2 separate regions of the Sus scrofa genome follow, and region 1 is linked to region 2. Evidence: chromatin contacts called from public Hi-C data. All regions are on one chromosome and are shown on one strand. Each heading gives the region's core, a stretch centred on a gene start, on an enhancer-like site or on the middle of the called end of the contact. The rest is flanking DNA. Distances are from core to core; before and after follow the strand shown. Region 1 overlaps LOC106505879 (a long non-coding RNA gene). Region 2 has its middle 150 kb from the start of GADD45G.

Evidence for each region. Hi-C and Micro-C count contacts between places; a contact is called where the count stands out from the background.
Region 1: a contact with region 2 is called in a Hi-C map of liver, with 1.9 times the contacts expected there. The contact joins two enhancer-like sites. A contact is called at or near these places in 3 of 47 Hi-C or Micro-C datasets (epiblast stem cells and liver).

The regions. Positions count from the first base shown.
Region 1 is chr14:1,584,081-1,588,627 of Sscrofa11.1, reverse strand. The region is part of intron 5 of LOC106505879 (a long non-coding RNA gene); the gene reads right to left. Among named protein-coding and RNA genes, the nearest start is that of DIRAS2, 380 kb to the left of the region's middle. Within about 2 kb of position 2,962, at least 3 of the 83 cell types and tissues checked have an H3K27ac peak or open chromatin away from gene starts, as enhancers often do. A contact at or near this core is called in liver, where this site is marked.
Region 2 is chr14:1,316,180-1,320,800 of Sscrofa11.1, reverse strand. No RefSeq gene overlaps it. Among named protein-coding and RNA genes, the nearest start is that of GADD45G, 150 kb to the right of the region's middle. Within about 2 kb of position 1,295, at least 5 of the 83 cell types and tissues checked have an H3K27ac peak or open chromatin away from gene starts, as enhancers often do. A contact at or near this core is called in liver, where this site is marked.

The DNA of each region.
Region 1 (4,547 bases), core at 1,713-4,212, 270 kb before region 2:
ACTTCCCTTCTTTGAGGATCAGGATCCTCCTCAGTAGACAAAAACACCACCCCCTCATGGAGTTTTCAGGGTAATCCAAGGAGATAAGACATGAGAAAATATTATGGGTTGTGAATATTATTTGTTGTGATATTATTGGCCATGGTAATATTAATAATTACATTTTAAACACGATGTATTTACCTCCCACCAAAAACACCCAGCCTTGGCGGTAAACACAGACATGCAAATGTCCCACCTTGCCAGTTCTGAAATGAAAACAAAACAAAGCCTGCACTTAGCTCTGAGGTAGCCGCCTTCCCTTCCAAGGTTCCAACCCTTGAGGTGTAGACAACAATCAGTTCAGTCAGTTTATGGGAGGAAACAAAAAATCACATATGCTGTTTGGATTTACCAAGACAAAGCAGTAGGTCACCTGCCTGAACTATATACTTTTCGATGGGGTCCTTTGATATCACAGAATCACATCTTCCTTTTAAAAATCCCTAAAGGTCCGTGGTAATATGCTCATTCAACACATAGCCCTAAATCAGGAGAAATGAGCTGTGGAAATTCTCACAACTAAATGCAGTAATACTGAGTTATGATGTACAACTGTCTGGAGGTTTCCAATTCTTTGGATTGATTAGCTTCTCTTTTCTGTTCCTTTTCACACTTTCGTGAATTTTTACAGGTTTCAGCAGCTTAGATGGGCATCAGAGGTGCCACCCAGTAGGCATCAGTGAGATTTCCCAAGGATGTAATATTTCCTATCGTGAAGATCCAGCACAAGATATGAAATAGTAGCTGTGGACCAGCGAGATGGGAAGGAGGGAGGGTTTTTCCAGTCAACATCATCCACTCTTTTAACCAGGAGTATAAATGGTTTATGTGTTGACAATTGATTCATTGTAGCAATTTCAGTTGTTCATGAGCTTTAGAGACTGCCTGAGAGGCGGGGCCTTACAGATGACATGGGGCTCTGTGCTCATTTTACAAGATTAAATGGAGGCCTAGGGGATCATGTGACTCAGAAACCTGAGGGCTAAGAAGGATCCAGAATCCATTCACCACCTCTTAGTTCAGACCTTCTAGGCACGGAGTCTCTGACTGCATAGTCAGTGTTCAGTCAATACAAAATCGGTATTTTAGTTTGAAAAAGATGGAGTTCCCGTTGTGGCTCAGTGGTTAACAAATCCAACTAGGAAACATGAGGTTGAGGGTTTGGTCCCTGGCCTTGCTCAGTGGGTTAAGGATCTGATGTTGCCATGAGCTGTGGTGTGGGTCGCAGATGCGGCTCAGGTCCTGCATTGCTGTGGCTCTGGTGTAGGCCGGTGGCTACACCTCTGATTCGACCCCTAGCCTGGGAACCTCCATATGCCGAGGGAGTAGCTCTAGAAAGAAAAGGCAAAAAGACAAAAAAAAAAAAAAAAAAAAAAAAGAAAGAAAAAGAGCAGAAGAAAATGAAGACAAGGAAACCCTGGAAGACCTGAGTCAGAGAGACTCAGAAAGGAAGTGGTGGGTGTGGTAGGATGCCCGACGCTTACCTGTAAGCTTGGCTCTAATGCCAAGCCTTCCTGGAGCAGGCTGCACAACTGGGGAGGATTATTCACATTCAGCCATGCAGACTCTCCCAGCATCAACATCTCATCTGCAGAAGTCCAGGCAGAGAGCTGGACCCCTGGCTGCTGCGCCGGTTGGGGTTTTCATGCCATCTGCCTGGGGAGCTGCAGGGAGTATGCTGGCAGCCATATGGAAGACTACAGAGAGCTGGATGGACCAGCAACTTGGAACCCACTGCCAAATGGCCCACTTCCTGGCCTGACAACAACCTGTATCCCTCAGAGGAAAATAACATAAATGTAGGACCGATATAACATAAACATACCATAAACATAATAGGATACCTTGATTAGTTTCAAATTGGGTCTAACAGAGCAAAAACAGCCTCCCATCAGTCCTGGGGAAGGGCCTCCATGGTGGGACAGTTGCATAGCAGTGGGTGTTGAGCAACCCAGCAGGCCAGCATCACGGGAAAGGAGCTGGGCTGGCCAAAGCCAGAATACAACCTGCACGGCCTGCATCCCATTACTTGCTCCAGATGATTTCCTGTGGTCTGATACAGTCTCCCCTCTTTCTTACTCTGCAGCTTGCAATGGACTTACCTTGTAGTTTTGTGGGTGAACGAGATAGTAGATTTGGACTCTCTCATAGTGACCACTGAGCCACGATGGTCAGTCTCCAGGAAGCTCCCTTCTCAAGGAGAGACTCTGTCCTAATCAATCATGTGACTCAACCCTCTGTCTATTGAATTTTCTTGAAGCAGGACATCCATGGAACATACCACCCTGTCTGAATCGGCAATGACTTGCCCCAGGAGCCCTGAGGAGGGGTCCAGCAGAGGGAAGGCAAATGGGCCAAAGCCGCTTCTAGGAGCCAGATGCATTCTCACATATGGAAGGCCAAGTGAGGGCACAGCCAGTTGTATGAAGCAACATGACCTCAACAACCCCAAACAGACTTAAAACTAAACTACACAAACACTGCCCTGCATAGCAGCAAGGAGATTTCTATCTCCTGTGAAAACAGGCAAATAGCCAGACACCCTCTGAGCTTTCTGTTTGCAAGATCTCCGTCCCGTAGGAGGCTAATTGGCACCTGGGGGCAAATCTCAGCCCTCGTGAAACCCACCATCATACCAGGAATCCCACCTCTGGCTGAGAGAAGTGGTGACCCAAGGGGAGGCTGGATGCCCAGAAAGGAAAGAGAGTGCACTTGGACTTTTTCTCACCTCCGTGGAGTGCCACTGGGTTTACTCCCTACCGTGGTTTCCATTGTTATTAAAAGAAAATAAATGGTTAAACATGAAAACAAAAACAAAGCTTTCAACACCTCAGCTGTTGCTGTGTACAGACACACTGTATTAGCAACCTAGCACTACTTACCCTCTGCTTCTTTCATTCTGCGGGCATTTAACAAATATTTACTACATGCCGTGGAGACACAGATGAACAGATGTGGTGTCCTTTGCCCGAGGAGAGCAGGGTCGGATGAGAAGGTGGACATTGAGCAATTTCAACACAGCATCGATGTGTTGTAACAAACACACATGCGAGGACAATGGGAACACAGGGAGAGCAGGAAAACTGCATGAAGAGATGTGTGGGGATGTGGTCTTGGGGAGACAAGGGGCCCCTGGAGCAGTCATGCTAGAAGCACACAGGGTGGCTTGGGAAACCAGAGACTTGGAGTGTTTTTTATTTTGTTTTGTTTTTAGTCCTTTCAAGGCTGCATCCATGGCATATGGAAGTTCCCAGGGTAGGCATCAAATCAGAGCTGTAGCTGCTGGCCTACGCCACAGCCACAGCAACACCAGATCCAAGCTGCATCTTCGACCTATCCACAGCTCACAGCAATGCCAGATCCTTAACCCCCTGAGTGAGGCCAGGGATTGAACCTGCGTCCTCATGGATCCTAGTCCAGTTCGTTACCACTGAGCCACGACGAGAACTCCAGGCCTGGAGTGTTTTGAAACAAGAGCATGAGGGTGGCTGGGAGGTGAGAAGGTGCAAGAGGCAATCAGGTGTGAGCCCTGACAATGGCGGTTATGCGAGGGCTTTAGCAAGAGGTGCCAACACCATATGAGCCAGCATCCTCTGGTCTGGAGCTGGGAGGGGTGCAGGCAGCTACGTGGGAGGCAGCGTGCCCAGAAAAGAGGTTATTCTGAACAAGAAGGGAAAAGTTTGGACAGGGGCCTTCATTCGGCCTAGAACTGTCCTGATCAACACTGTACAAGAGATGCATCTATAACTGAATTTCCTAGAAACTTCATTTAAAACATAGGTGGAAGATATTATAAGAAAAAGAATATATGTGTGGGGGGGGTGGGTGTGTCTGGGTCACTTTTCTGTACAGCAGCAATTGGCAGAACATTGTAACTCAACTATAATAAAAAATTAAAAATAAAAAAGTGAAAAGAAGCATGTGGAATTAATTTTTATACTAAAAGTCATTTTCCCCAATATGGATCAAATATTATCATTTCCACATAATTAGTACTCCCAAAAAACCATCATTTATTTTTAACCAGTTATTTTTCATTATTTTCTCCATACCAAGTCTTAAAAACTCTGTGTATGTTTTACACACACAGCACATCTCTATTGGGACCAGCTGCATTTCAAGGACTTGATGACCACATGTGGCTGGTGGCAGCCGTGTGGGCCAGAGTGGTCCTAGAGTCTCCGATGTGCATCAGAGGTTCACTGTGGGCCCTAACTGCTCAGAAAGCTATACTTGCTGATTCTTCTTTCTCAAAAGATAGATCAAAATGAGTTTCCACTTGCCAAAAGGCATCCAAATATTCCAAGACTTCAACTGCAAGTCACAGGACTAGGGTGGTGGGAAAAGCTGTCTTAAAATAAACACACACTCCATAATTCTCTTTGATTTCCAAAGCTCGAGGGGGGAGAGGGTGCATAGGACAATTTGCATTTTAATAAAGACCGCCTCTTGCAAAACGATTCTCAACCTTCTTAATGAATGCCTCCCAATAACAATAATTAACT
Region 2 (4,621 bases), core at 46-2,545:
GCATCTGTGAAGTAGGTATTCTCTTTACACAGGATCTCCTTTTCCATGAAATAGTTGCTTTCCTTACCTGACTTTTATTTAAAGAGCTATTTGTGGTCACTTCTTTTCTTTCTCTTTCTTTCTTTCCTTTTTTTTTTTTGGCCGTGCCGCCAGCATGTGGAAGTTTCCAGACCAGGGATCGAACCTGCACCACAGTCGCCATCTGAACCACAGCACAGACAACACTGGATCCTTAACCCGCTGAGCCACAAGGGAACTCATTGCAGAGTTATGAAAAACCAGAGGGAAAAACAAGTCTATAAGATGTGTCCACCTCACAAGTCCACATGTCCACAGGACATGAACCTGGTGCGGGTTGGGAGACAAACAAAGTCACCCTCCTAGAGTTATCCCCATGACGACATCAGATAACTGGGTGAGAGTCATCACCAGACGGCGTTGTGCCTGTATTTGAAATAGGGCCTCAGCTGAGACCAAACTGGGACCTGCACCCTGGTGATGAAGGACACGGCAGACAGCTCTGCATGGGCATGATGGGGTTTATTGCCAGGTAAGGAGGAATGGGGAGTTCATGACAAGTACCTGTGGGACTCACTAATGTTGTCATTTCAAGTCTCCCCAAACACTAACCTTGACTATCAAACATCACTGGTTTTCCGAACTAAACATTAACCATGTTCCTTCTAAACGCAAAGTCAAACAGTTACTACACTCGGTGTCTTACTGGTTTGTGGCATGTGTGCTTTTTAAGGCTCGAATCTATAAGAGGTTTCTCTCTGTTGAAGGGTCCAAATAGCCACCCTGTGAAATCCCACATGACAAAAGGACAAATGTGGTGGGAAAAAGTACCCCCCCCCCAATGCTGTGCCAGCCAGAATTGCTCCACATTGGGCTGCGACATACAGGGGACCCTGGACCTGAATAGTTTGCTGAGGGACACTGGGAGGCAGCAGCTGGGTCTGTAAGCTTGAGCACAAGGGACAGGAAACACGAGTGAGGGGTCCCTTCACAGCTCAGAGGTCTTCATTCACCAGGGAATTAGATAGAGAAGGCCTCATAAAATTCTGGAATTCGTGTCATGGAGACCTCTGTTGAACCAGCCTCTGAAGGGCTTGCAGATACAGGAGTTGCATAGTATTTTTATTTCGTAAGGGCAAAGAAAGTTGCTTTTGGAAAGAAAACACTCATTATTAACCTGGATCTGGGCCAATCCAAGATCAATATGTGCTAGAATATTACCCAACTCCAGATGACCTGTCAGCCTCGCAGCCTTGTTGTCACTGCCTCCGTGATAACAGAGAGCCATAAAAAGAGGTCGTCATTACCCAGTCGGTAACATATCCTTCAGCCCACAGCCCAGCACCCAGGCTCCTTTCCCCGCTCCCGGCAGGCAGCTCCCTCCACCTCTGATGCCTCTGCTCTCTCAGACCTGCCTGACCATCTCCAGCCTTGAACCCGTGTCTCCCGAACTCTTTTGGTTCTTTAGATCCTCGATGCTTGCTGTCAACATAGAATTCTCGTATGTCTATAAATTCGAGTGTGTTTAGGTGTAAACAAGATCTTGTTTCCTGAGGGACTCCATGGCAATAGAAATATTTATGGTTCCATGTCAATGATGGTTCACTTGTTGCTTTGCTACAATTTCAGTTCTATCTGTCCATCTAGCATCTGGCTCACACAGAAAGAGTCATCAAAGACACGGCTTTCAGTCTCTCCCCAAATGTCATCCTAGCATTTGGGCACAGGAAGGATAGATAATCATTGCAGTGCCACTATGAAAACACATTTCATTTGGCTTGGCTCAGAGTTGTGCTCTTTCACTACTGAGCTCTCTGATTACTTGGACGCATGGAGGGTGAGAGGAAGTCACAAAAGGGAAACACAGCCCTTGTCACCCAAACGAAGCCCCCCAGGCTGACTGCTCTAAAAGCTGGAAACCCAGGTGGGAAAGAATCAAGAATTCGACTTTTGACTAAGCACAGGCGTCAGCCTCAAATGGAAACTGACCAGGATCTTTGCAAAATCACGCATGATCTTAAGCCAGATTTCAAGGCAAATGAGTTGCAGAAAGGATCTGGAGCCAGAAAGCATCCCAGTGGGAGGTCCTCTGCACTTCTAGGTAAAGGCTAAGGGTGTCTTTTAAATGAAATCAATTCTCCAAGAAATTAGTCTAGGGCCAGAGTGTCTGGTAAATAAGTATCTCTAAGATTTCCCTGTAGCATCTTTCATTATGAAACAAAGTAGTTCAGCCTGCAATTGCTGGTGTTTTACTCACACCCACACACCCACACATGAATATTTTACTGTTACTGCTACCCCTCATTCTGATCACTTTTTTTTTGTTTAATGTCTTTTACTTGTTATGGTTGTTGTCATTTTTCTCTTTAGGGCTGCACCAGCGGCATGAACTTTTTAAAAAATTATTTGCTATGTTGTCTAAATTACTAATTTTCAGTTCATAAGACTTCCCCTAGGAGTTCCCATTGTGGCTCAGCAGGTTAAGGACCTGACATTGTCTCTGCAGGGGATGCGGGTTCCATCCCTGACCTGCTCAATCCCTGGCCTGGTTCAGTGCGTTAAGGATCCAGCATTTCTGTGGCTGTGGCATAGGCCTCCGCTGCAGCTCTGATTCCAGCCCTGGCCAGGGAACTTCCATATAACATGGGTGCAGCCATAAAAAGAAAGTAAAAAAAAAAAAAAGACTTTCCTCAGAGCTTCAATAAAGTCTGGAGGAATCTTAGAATAGTAAATACCTCAGGTGGAAAAGAGGCCGAAATTTTCCTCCATAAAAGGAAAGACAGTGGAGACAGGAGCATTTCTTGGTCTCTGCCCTCCATCTCCAGGGTTTAATCAGAGCTTGTTCTTGTCCTCAGCAGCCCTGTACAGGCAGCCTCTGCCTGCCATGCTCTCCCCCAACCCACTCCAGTCACCCCCTCACCAGCTCAGGTGCCACTCACCCATGAGGTGGCCCCACTGTCCTTCCCCATGTCTATCTCTGATTCTTGCAGGGACAGAAAACTCAAGTCTCAGCTTTGCAATGATATGCCTGATTTGATGCAATTTCATCATTTAATTAAAGATGCATTTTTATCTTGATTTTTGCAAGCTGCCCTGGGGATCATTAGCACATAAGAGCTCCATTTTAAGACTGTCTTATTGTCCCCTAAACTCAGAAACAGCTTCCTACAATCCTTCCTGTAGAATCACACACAGCCCTGGTCCACTCTGAGTATCCCAAACCAATTTGTCCACACAGTAGCTCTGCCATGAATTCCCCAGGAAGCTCTCTGGGTGCAGTGGCGGGCTGCAGGATACCACCTGAGAGGAGGTGTGTTACATATAACACCAAGTATGACTGAATTTTAGCATTTTATGGGAAATTTTATGTGGGAAAAACACTGGACCAACCCTGTGCCCTGACTTAGGAATCAAAATAAGAAATTGAGGGGTTCCCGTTGTGACTCAGTGGAAACGAATCTGACTAGCATCCATGAGGATGTAGGTTCAATCCCTGGCCTCGCTCAGTAGGTTAGGATCTGGTGTTACCATGAGCTGTGGTGTAGGTCGCAGACGTGGCTCAGATCTGGCATTGCCATGACTGTGGTGAAGGCCAGTGGCACAGCTCTGATTTGACCCCTAGCCTAGGAATCTGCATATGCCACAGGTGCAGCCCTAAAAAGACAAGAAAAAAAAAATCGGACATTGAAGGATTGTATTGAAGGCCACATCTGTGGCTGACATGCTTATCTAACCACCTCTCTCCTCCGCAGTGTGGATGACATAATGCTAGGTGTCCATCAAAACCCTTTACCGAGCACACCGCTCGACTCTAACACACAGCCTCCTTAGCAGTTAGACAGCCACGGGGCAGTTCAGCCAATGAGATGTGGGCAGAAGTTAGTGCATCACATTCAAGCCAAAACTTCCCATGGGGACCTCTACACGCCTTCGCCCTCATCTGCTTCCTGGATTAGGACATCCTTAACAAGAACAGCAAGAGCCCTCAGAGATGGCAGAGCCATACATAAGAAGGAGTGTGACTGTTGGGCACAGTATCCCTGGCTCAGCCCTCAGCCATCCCACAGGGGACATGAGCAAGAAATCCTCCATTACTGCAGAACAGGTTGAGCTTTGGGGTGAAACCGATCACACTGAGTGACACACACAGCCATCTGCCCTGAGGCTTAAAAGGCCTTAAAACACCTGCGCTGAAGGAATGAATGAATGAAGTAACGGAGAAAGTTGAGAACTGCATGCTCTCTGTCACACCTGTGGGTCCATATGAACAAATCACACAAATGAAGAGTTTCAAGTATCAGGCCCAGCTCCTTGGTCTTCAAGGAACCCAGAGGCAGTGCCCCTAGGACCAGCTTCTGTGGATGCCCATATAACGGGGACCTGGAGAAGATGCTTAGCTTTAGGCAAACTGGACTTAAGGAGCCCTGCAGGTGGTGCCCAGCTCTGGGCTCACTTCTCCAGACAGTTAAGAAGAGATGTGCAAATGAGGGCACAGACCCACCTGTTGTCCAGCCAAGGCCAGCCTCCAAGGTCCCCCAAGGTGGCTCCAAGTCCAGGCAGGGCCTCTTCAAGCTATGGACCTTAGCTTGCCCTAGTTGGCAAA